3 separate regions of the Mus musculus genome follow, and regions 1 and 2 are each linked to region 3. The links are chromatin contacts, called in public Hi-C and promoter capture Hi-C maps. All regions are on one chromosome and are shown on one strand. The core of a region is the stretch at or near the end of the contact, and the rest is flanking DNA. Distances in the headings are between cores, read along the strand shown. Region 1 holds the start of Mpzl1 (myelin protein zero-like 1). Region 2 overlaps Dcaf6 (DDB1 and CUL4 associated factor 6). Region 3 holds the start of Ccdc181 (coiled-coil domain containing 181).

Region 1 (2,849 bases), core at 249-2,748, 1.4 Mb before region 3:
CTAGAATCACTATGTAGAACAAACTCTCAAAGGCCCCCTGTTTCTGTCTCCTGAGGGTGGGATTAAAGACATGAGGTGCTCTCCTCAGTACAGATCTGACTTCGTGGCCACTCCCCTTCTGTTGCCCACAGGATAACCTAAGGATGGCCACAAAAAAAAAAAAAAAGTTTTAAGAGTCTCACAGGGTAGTCTACACTGTGTGGCACAGGCTGCCTTAGAACTCCTGATGCAGCCTAGGCTGGCTGGCCTCAAACTTGAGACAGTCCTTCTTTCTCAGACTCCTCCACAGCTTGCCCTTTCTACTTTCCTGCTAAACTCTTGGTTATTAAAACTCCAATGTGTGCTCCTTGAAAGTAAAGTGCCACCGATGGGCAGGACCTGCTAACCGGAAGGCAAAATAGCTGCGATATGCATTCTTGGTTTTCTCCAATTGCCTAGTAATTAGGAACTTGCTCTACTGCAAGGTTAAGGGGCTAGGCCACTGGAAACATCGGAAGGACACTGTTAAGACTGGCTTTTGACAAAATCCTGAAAGGAGAGGCCGCGTTTTGGTCTACTGGACTACGCTCCGCCTATTATAGTCTTGTTCCTAAAACTTGTTTTCCTCCTCCAAACTCTCACTTGGATTTTCCCGTTCTTCGTTCACTCTAATCTGTTTTGTGTCTGGTCCCTCCTTTTTCCCCCTTTGAAGACCATTCTCAGAATCCTCCCTCTCTTTAGGGTTTGCTGGGTAACTAGTAGCAGCCGGCACTTTTCAGAATTGAAGTAAGGCACCGCCTCCGTCCTAACTTTTCATCTATAGGCCGAGGGACGTTGATATGCTAAACAAACAGTAAGTGCAGTCACTGGTTATCTAGGTGGCGGGAAAGAGTTCCAATTCCTATTCCTTTCCTGTCCTCTGAAAAGCCAAAAAAGGGCCTGCTCAGAGGTTAGGGCAAGATGGAGACTTCTCATGTTGCAACGCAAATGATCCAGTTCAGGCAAAGACAGATACTCGGCAAAGGTCAAAGAGATGGTGGGTCTTTTTCTATCTCGACCACTGAATGGAAGTCTTTCCTCACCTCTCTCTTCACTTCACTCCTCCCCTCCCCCACCCGGTCCCTAAATTAATTGCTTTTCTTTAGGTGAGTGAGGCCAGGAGTAACCAAGCAGATCCTAGTCGGAAATGATATCCGGACTTGGAAGAGACCGCGGGGAGGGACATTAAGAGAACTGTGGGACTGGCCCCTCAGAGAGGAGGGCAGCCTCTGGCGGCGGTGGGCCGGAGGGCAGCCCCACGACCAGCCACGCAGGCAGGCTCAAAGTAATGCGGCTGCAGAGGCACAGTACGCGGGCATGCTGCACAGATCACACCAAGGGCGGGGCCCGGAGGGCGGGGCCTTGCCCGAGGGGGCTGACAGGGAGTCGAGTTGTCCAATGGCTTCTTTCCCAGGTTGCCAGGAGGACCAATGAGCGAGCAGTGGGGCGGGCACAGGGGCTGGAGCTGGGCAGAAGGCTGGCGGTTGGCCACTGGGGCCGGGAGCGGGGAGCGGTGGCGTGGAGGTGTCCTCGCGCTCGCAGCCGCGATCCGGACAGAGCTGTGTGGTCTAAGGCAAGCCAGCCGACCGCAGCGGGAAGCCGGGCGGAACGGAGCGGCGGGAGCAGGATGGCAGAGGCCGTCGGAGCCGTGGCACTGATTGCGGCCCCGGCCCGCCGGCGCTGGCTGTGGTCGGTGCTAGCCGCGATGCTCGGGCTGTGTGAGTGATGCCGAGCCGGGGTCGGGCGGGGGCTCCGCGGCCGTGCGCGCGCTCGGGGCGCCTCGGAGGGGAGGGGGCGCGGCCTGCGAGCTCTGGGGCCTGGGCACGCCGCCCGGGGAGCGCGGCCGGGAGCCGAGGAACCTCTTTCTTTGGATCCCTTTGCGTAGAGGGCGAGGGGGGTGGGGCGGGGAGGGGTGAGGGAGCTCCCTACCTTGCAGCTCCCTGGGGACAGTCCCAGGAGCCCACTCACGCCCAGTCCCCTGCGGTCGCCTCCTGGCGATTCTGAGTTGCCCAGGACCTCCCGGGAGTCCGACTCTGGAATTGATGTTCTCCACCTTTGGGAGATGGCGGAAGATTGCAGGATTTTTCACCTGTGGGCCTTTGTTGGTTTATTTCCTTGTTTAAACCAGTGTTTTTCCTTTACCTGGTAAGATCTATTTCGAATGCGCTCAGATCAATTCTTAAGGCTCTATGATTGAAAACTCAGACTCTCATTTATTTCATCTCTGGGGTCTGTAAATCACAGAGGCGAAATTTACGTTACTTCTAGCCTAGAATGCAAAGGCTTGAAAGAATTCGGTCGAATTCGTATTAATGGTAAACATGGGCAAGATAGTTTGACAAGACGAACATTTACAAAGCATGCTTTTACTTTGATTTTAAAAGCCCCCCTCTCAGGCCCTTACCAAATAAACCAGGCTTAAGTTTTTGATAAAGGCTCCGGCTCGGTTTATATGACGTCTTGGACGAGTTGTTTTATGGGGCGTCTGAAGTAGTGTCTGCCCCAGGACTTTTTTTGTGTGTTGTTCAAAGTAAAGTACTTGTTTCTGTCTCAGAATTCAGCTAAGTAGTGGTTACCGAGAGGTCGAACTCCTAAGAAAACACGGAGGGGGTTCCTCCCACTCATTCTTTTGTTGTGTAAAATGTAATTTGTTCAAAATCCATTACTCAGTACTTTCTTTCGTGCAAAAGTTCTTAATGTAGTAGTCTCTCGAACCAGGAGTATAGGTGAGATTCTGTTGGATTTCCAGCTTTCATTTAAGCTCCTAGTTAATAGCTTGGAGGTGAAAATGGACAAGATTCTTTTTTTTTTTTTTTTTTTTTATGTATCAG
Region 2 (2,700 bases), core at 171-2,670, 1.1 Mb before region 3:
ATTTCTTGATGCTATTTTAAAAGCCCAGTCAATTAATTTAGTTAGGGTAGAGAAATGGTCCTCACAATAAGTATGGTAAAAGTCAAATAGTTAAAACGTTAAAACATGTAGTTAGTTGAACTTCATCTTAATTTATATGAAAGCTATAGTAGATCTCACGGTTGCATTCTTGTGAGTCAGGATCTTATGTACCTTGAACTTGCTGTGTATTTGAAGATGGCTTTTAATTTCTGATCCTCCTGCCCCCAACTCCAGTGTGAGGTTACTTACTTGACTCTCAGTATTCTTAAAGGTTTGTTTAATATTAAGCAGGTTTGCATTCTGGGGCTGAAACCAACATGAAAAGGCAAAGCCTTAGACACATAGGCCACAACAGTCATATGGGTATTTTAACTGTGGAGTGCTCGTCTCTAACCATAGCAAGTCTATATAAAAACAGCTGGAACAGGTACAGGAATTCAGACAATTTTTTTCTCCCACAAGGCCAGATAATAAATATTTTAGGCTTTGCTGCCAGGCAGTAAAGTAGAAACTACTAGTAGGCCCTTATATAGCTATTTTAAATGTAACCATTTAAAAATGAGACTACTGGCCATAACTTGAAGGTAATAAAAGAACAGCTGACCAAGATTTTACAATCTTTTATCAAGGTTAAAATATATTGTGTTCACTAACGGTGGTATTAAAGACAAAATAAAATTAGTGTGTTCAGTCCTTCAGTAATTTCACATGTTAGACCCATGAGCATCAGAATGGTCCTTAGAATGAGAGCACCTCTCTTTTCGCTTAGACGGTATCTCATTGGGTGTAGCCCTGGCTGCCTTTGAACTTAGAGATCTGCTGGCTTCTGCCTCCAGAGTGCTGGGATTAAGGCCTACAGTGCCAGCTACATTGTGGAGTAAAGGAAATGGTGGCTTTGTTTTGCTTTGCTTTGCTTCTCTTTCTTTCTTTTTCCTAAATCAAGAAAATAAAATTACTCCAGAAAAAAGATAAGCAAATGAGACTTTGTGAAGTCCTTAATGCTCAGATAGCTAAGGTGTTATTGTGCTAATGAGTTTTTCCTAAAGACTTAATCGTATTAATTCTGTATTGCTTTGTGATTTTTAAAGCACATATCATTTGCATAAAAATTTTGGTCCATCTAGTCTTTCTGGACTCTGTAAAGCCAGAATTCCTTGTACTATAAATATGCCGGCATCTCTCCACTCATTATAACTAGCTCATTCTGTATTTTTAATGATTCTGCTCGCCTTATTAAAGAAAATTGCAGAGGAAATCATCAAAGGGAAAAGCTAGGGCTCTTAGGGAGTTAAAAGCCCTGGTACTGGGCTGGCTTGTTCCAGTTCTGTGGTTAGGACAGATGAGTCAGCTTCATTGTGTATTTCCCAGAGAGCAATTAGCCTTGAGGGTCTGCAACTGTGGGTGTTCAAACGGTAAAAGACATGCAGTGTGGTCTCCTTCTAACTCTAATTCAGTGAGTGTATCTGTTCCCTTGATTTCTTCCTTCCCATTTCTTTGGGTGACATTCCTCACCATGGACTGCGACAAAGGGAAACAGAAGTCCTTTAGACTGAAATGGTTGATGACAAAAAGCGGTGACTGTGATGCTGTACATACTTGGTTCTCTGTAAGTGACTTTAGTTATTGTGTTCCCTTCACTAGATTTAATATCAGAGGAACTACAGTAGGTGATAGAATAATGAGGTAATGAAGTATGCTCCTTCATTTCTTCTTTACGATGGATTTGCCAGGTCCTCTTTTCTACGGCTAACCACCTTTCCTATTAACAGTTAATACTTCCTTTGAACTTACTGAACGCATAAGTGCTAAGCATTATAAATAGGTTGCTTTTCACAATCTGCATTTCTCTGCATGTGCTGCATGGGAAAAGAATGAGAAGAAATTTCGTGTGTGCAGATGTAATTGCTGTTCACTTCAAGTGTGGTGACAAGTAGCTATGGTCTAAAATGGGGTCCAAGGTACTCGTTTTGATAGTTGGTTAAAGAGTGCAACTTATGTTTTTTTAAAACTTGATTGGCATACTAATTAACAGTTTTTATTACTCATATGTACTTTTAATTCTTTTAATTATGTTCATTTAATTCTGTGGTAGGTTTTAAAATTCTGATTTTTCAATGACACTTTCTTGCAAGTAGCTAAATAACTTAAGGATAGCACATACCAAGATGATACCCTTAACTATATCTCTAATTGAAAAGCTGAGAGTGTTACACAGCTTTTAGTAGAATGTTTAAAGTGAACCCTGTGTTCTAACAGTCATCTGCCCAAGCTGCTTACTGAGAAAGATTAGGCAAACTACGAAGTGGCATGGGTTTTTTAGGTATTATCAGTTTCTAAAGTAAAGTTGTACATAAAATCTATAGTAGCAATCAAAATTAAAAATAGTTTCTTATATGGAATGCAGTAATAGTAAAATAAACCAGATTAGCATAAATGTATAGTAATATCTGCTTAAAACCTGTCCTTGGGACCTTAAAGTAAGTTTAAATCCATTTTTGCTTTTTTGAAAAAGCTTTATTTCTATGATTGTATGCATATGAGGGCACACACTACATTATGGGTGTGACAATCAGGGACACTTTTGTAGAGTCCATTCTCCCCTTCCAGCTTTAGGAAGGATCCAGAGATTAAATCCAGGTCACCAGCAAAGCCCTCAGCTTTGTTTCATGCTGGTCTTTG
Region 3 (2,739 bases), core at 38-2,537:
TTCTAGCGTAAACAAGCAACATAAACATGAACTCCTGTTGCCAAGCCCCGTAAGCCTTTCAAATGAGTCACAGGATATTCAACCCTTTGGCTTCCTAACCATCACCACCAGGGCATTGCTCACATGATACACATGTCAACACACTAGAATAAAATGGTATCTTCCATGAACCGCATTTCTTAGCATTTCCTATTTTATTACTATGATTTTTTTTTACACATATAAAATGTAAAGTTTATCATCAATTTAAAAAAAAAATCTCTGTAAGTGCTTTTGGCCAGATCAATAGTAAACTGCAGTGGCAGAAATTAGTTCCTTCCACTTAAGTGTGTGAAAAATTCTCAGTGTCTGAAGACCTTGCAATGTGGCTCCGAACCTCAGGCATAGATGCACATTATATTTGGTAACTTTCTCACAAGATTAAAAATATTTAAAAATACTTTAACCCAATACTTCTATTTCACCCCTACATATATAACCTTTTAAACAATATTTGTTGAAACACCTAGAACCAAAAGAATAAACAGTAAAGAGAAAACCTTTCCATATAAAAAAAAAGCATTTAGCAAAAACAAAACAAAAACAAGAACAAAAACAAACAAAAAACACCTTATTTTAAAAAGCAGTTAAGCAAACTTCTACAGCACTATGAAACTATCTGGTCCATCCTTCCTGCTGCATCCCCATAAGTCTGTGGTGTTATGAAATACTTTTTAAATTACCATCTGTTACAAGCTCTGACAGGAATATTTAACAAAATTAGGTAAAATTTTGGATTCGTGCTGAACATCTGAAGCACCAACGGAATGAATATAGCATTCTATGTGTGGAAGCTAACATTTCAGGAGTGATTTCTTCCACGCAAGCTACCTTTCATAGTCTTAAACTCTGAGAAGGGAAATGATAGGACAAAAACTCTAAGCGTCTAAGCCGTCCTCTGAGGGGCTCTCCTGGTGCATGGTGAAGTGACGCTGTGCGGGGCTGGGGAGATCCTGGGGCTTCTCCCTGGAAGAGGGCTCGCTTCAGCCGCCTCCCTGCCACCTCGCCCCGACGTTTATCCTCTCCCTGCTCCTGCCACCTGTCTGCCTGTCCTTCCCTCCTCTCCCGCTAAGTCCCCTCCTGCCTGTGGAAGATGCAGCGGCTGGGGTCACAGAGATGGCCGCAGGAGCTCTCTTCTCCTTTTCTAAGCTCTGACAACGAGGCAACGGTGACACCCCGGGGCCTGCTCCTGAAGCACCCAGCACCCGGGTGCCATGGCAACAGCGCGCCTCTGAGGCCTTCTTCCGGACTTCCCACTACTGAGGCGGGGTAGGATCGCGCGCAGGCGCAGAACGGATCCCCGCGAACACCTGCGCCTTACATCCGGCCAGCGTTTCCAAGACCCGGAAGACTCGCATCCCCTTTGGTTTTCTGCCTTGAATGTGGATTTTGTATACCTGTAGTCAGATTTTTAATTTGTTTCCAAAACTTAACAATAAAAGTGCATTTCTGTGTTCATTTTCCTCAAGTAAATATTAAAAGATAACAGTTCCTCAAGTAAATATTAAAAGATAACAGTTGCTAGTTGTTAATTGCTGTTTCGACCCTCAGCTTAAAGAAATTATAGCCAAAATTGTATTTACAGAAAGGAGTTATGAAAGAAAATAGAACTTTAGTTCCAGCAATCAAACTCATCAAGAGAGGCAACTACAGTTTTCCCATAACTTCCCTTAATACCTTGGGGGATAATAGGAAAATAAGAGAACATTCAGATTGTGGTGATAGATAATAGGCCAGCCATGAAGGAGCTCACAGAGTGTAAATAGAAGGGCAATATAACATAGGTACAAATTCATCTAAAAAAAAAGGTGGATCGAGGAGAGATTCATATATAAGCTAATATATATTAATATATTAACCTCTCCTTGATTATATATATATATATATCTTTATATATGTAAAGAGTTTACTCCAGAGCTTACTTTTGAAAAATAGTATAAATTATGGGAGACGGGCTGGGCATTACACATGGAGATGATAGCTTGTGGGAAGACAGGCATCAACTTGTTTTGTTGACTCAAAATATACCAGATAGGGTGAAGCATACATCAAAACCTTATGCCTCACTGCCTGTTAGCAATTACATGCATAACTTGGAAGCCAACAATGTGATCTGGGGATAAACATTGTCATGTCTCATTTCCATGCAAAAATATTCATGGCAGTCATTCCTAGGAAACTGTGAGTTCCCTTTCAAGGAGAGACTGGGTTTAGACATTTACAAGCCTCCAGCCATATAAATGTTTGATAGATAGTTCTTGAGTTCCCCAGGCTAATAGGTCTTTAAAAGGAACTAACTGTAATATTTACAAGCTTGGTGAGGAAGGATAATGAAGGTTTCTGAAGGAAGTGGGGTTTTGGTCATCAGAGATGAGAGAGGAAAATACCTCGAAAACAGGACATTTTAGAAAGTTCACGATCAAATCATAGAATAACGAGATGTATCATGAGTGTTCAAGACTTACCCGCAGGGGAGGAAGGAATGAGAGAGGGGTTATGTCACACTTTATGCAGGCACATCATTTAATGCCTCTTCTCTCCAGTGAGCTGAGTGTACATAGGCTAACCATGACTGACCAAGGGAAGAAAACGAAGGACATGTAAGAACTGGTGGAAACACCTCACAGAAATACCTGGAGCTGGGCTCTCCTCATTTCCTAAGCATGTCTCAATCCATTCAAGTCGATGTTACCCATCAAA

What was found. Promoter capture Hi-C pulls out the DNA fragments that hold promoters and counts their contacts. Hi-C and Micro-C count contacts between places; a contact is called where the count stands out from the background.
Region 1: a Hi-C map of B cells shows a contact between it and region 3, with 10 read pairs. The contact joins the promoter of Mpzl1 here to the promoter of Ccdc181 in region 3. A contact is called at or near these places in 5 of 39 promoter capture datasets (cranial neural crest, embryonic stem cells, liver and 2 more), 1 of 484 Hi-C or Micro-C datasets (B cells) and 3 of 115 datasets of contacts at active chromatin or transcription factors (astrocytes, pancreatic cancer cells and stem cell-derived neural progenitor cells).
Region 2: a contact with region 3 is called in a promoter capture Hi-C map of pre-B cells, with 2.7 times the contacts expected there. The contact joins the enhancer-like site here to the promoter of Ccdc181 in region 3. A contact is called at or near these places in 6 of 39 promoter capture datasets (the C10 cell line, HPC-7-derived erythroid cells, hippocampal neurons and 2 more).

What each region holds. Positions count from the first base shown.
Region 1 is chr1:165,633,190-165,636,038 of GRCm38.p6, reverse strand. Mpzl1 (myelin protein zero-like 1) reads left to right here and starts at 1,498. Exons shown (of 6, transcript NM_001083897.1): 1 at 1,498-1,736. The coding sequence starts at 1,646.
Region 2 is chr1:165,343,326-165,346,025 of GRCm38.p6, reverse strand. All of the region lies in intron 14 of Dcaf6 (DDB1 and CUL4 associated factor 6), which reads left to right. Among named protein-coding and RNA genes, the nearest start is that of Gpr161, 49 kb to the right of the region's middle. Within about 2 kb of position 1,420, at least 32 of the 459 cell types and tissues checked have an H3K27ac peak or open chromatin away from gene starts, as enhancers often do. A contact at or near this core is called in pre-B cells, where this site is marked.
Region 3 is chr1:164,274,146-164,276,884 of GRCm38.p6, reverse strand. It overlaps Ccdc181 (coiled-coil domain containing 181), which reads right to left and starts at 1,287. Exons shown (of 6, transcript NM_029115.3): 1 at 1,124-1,287.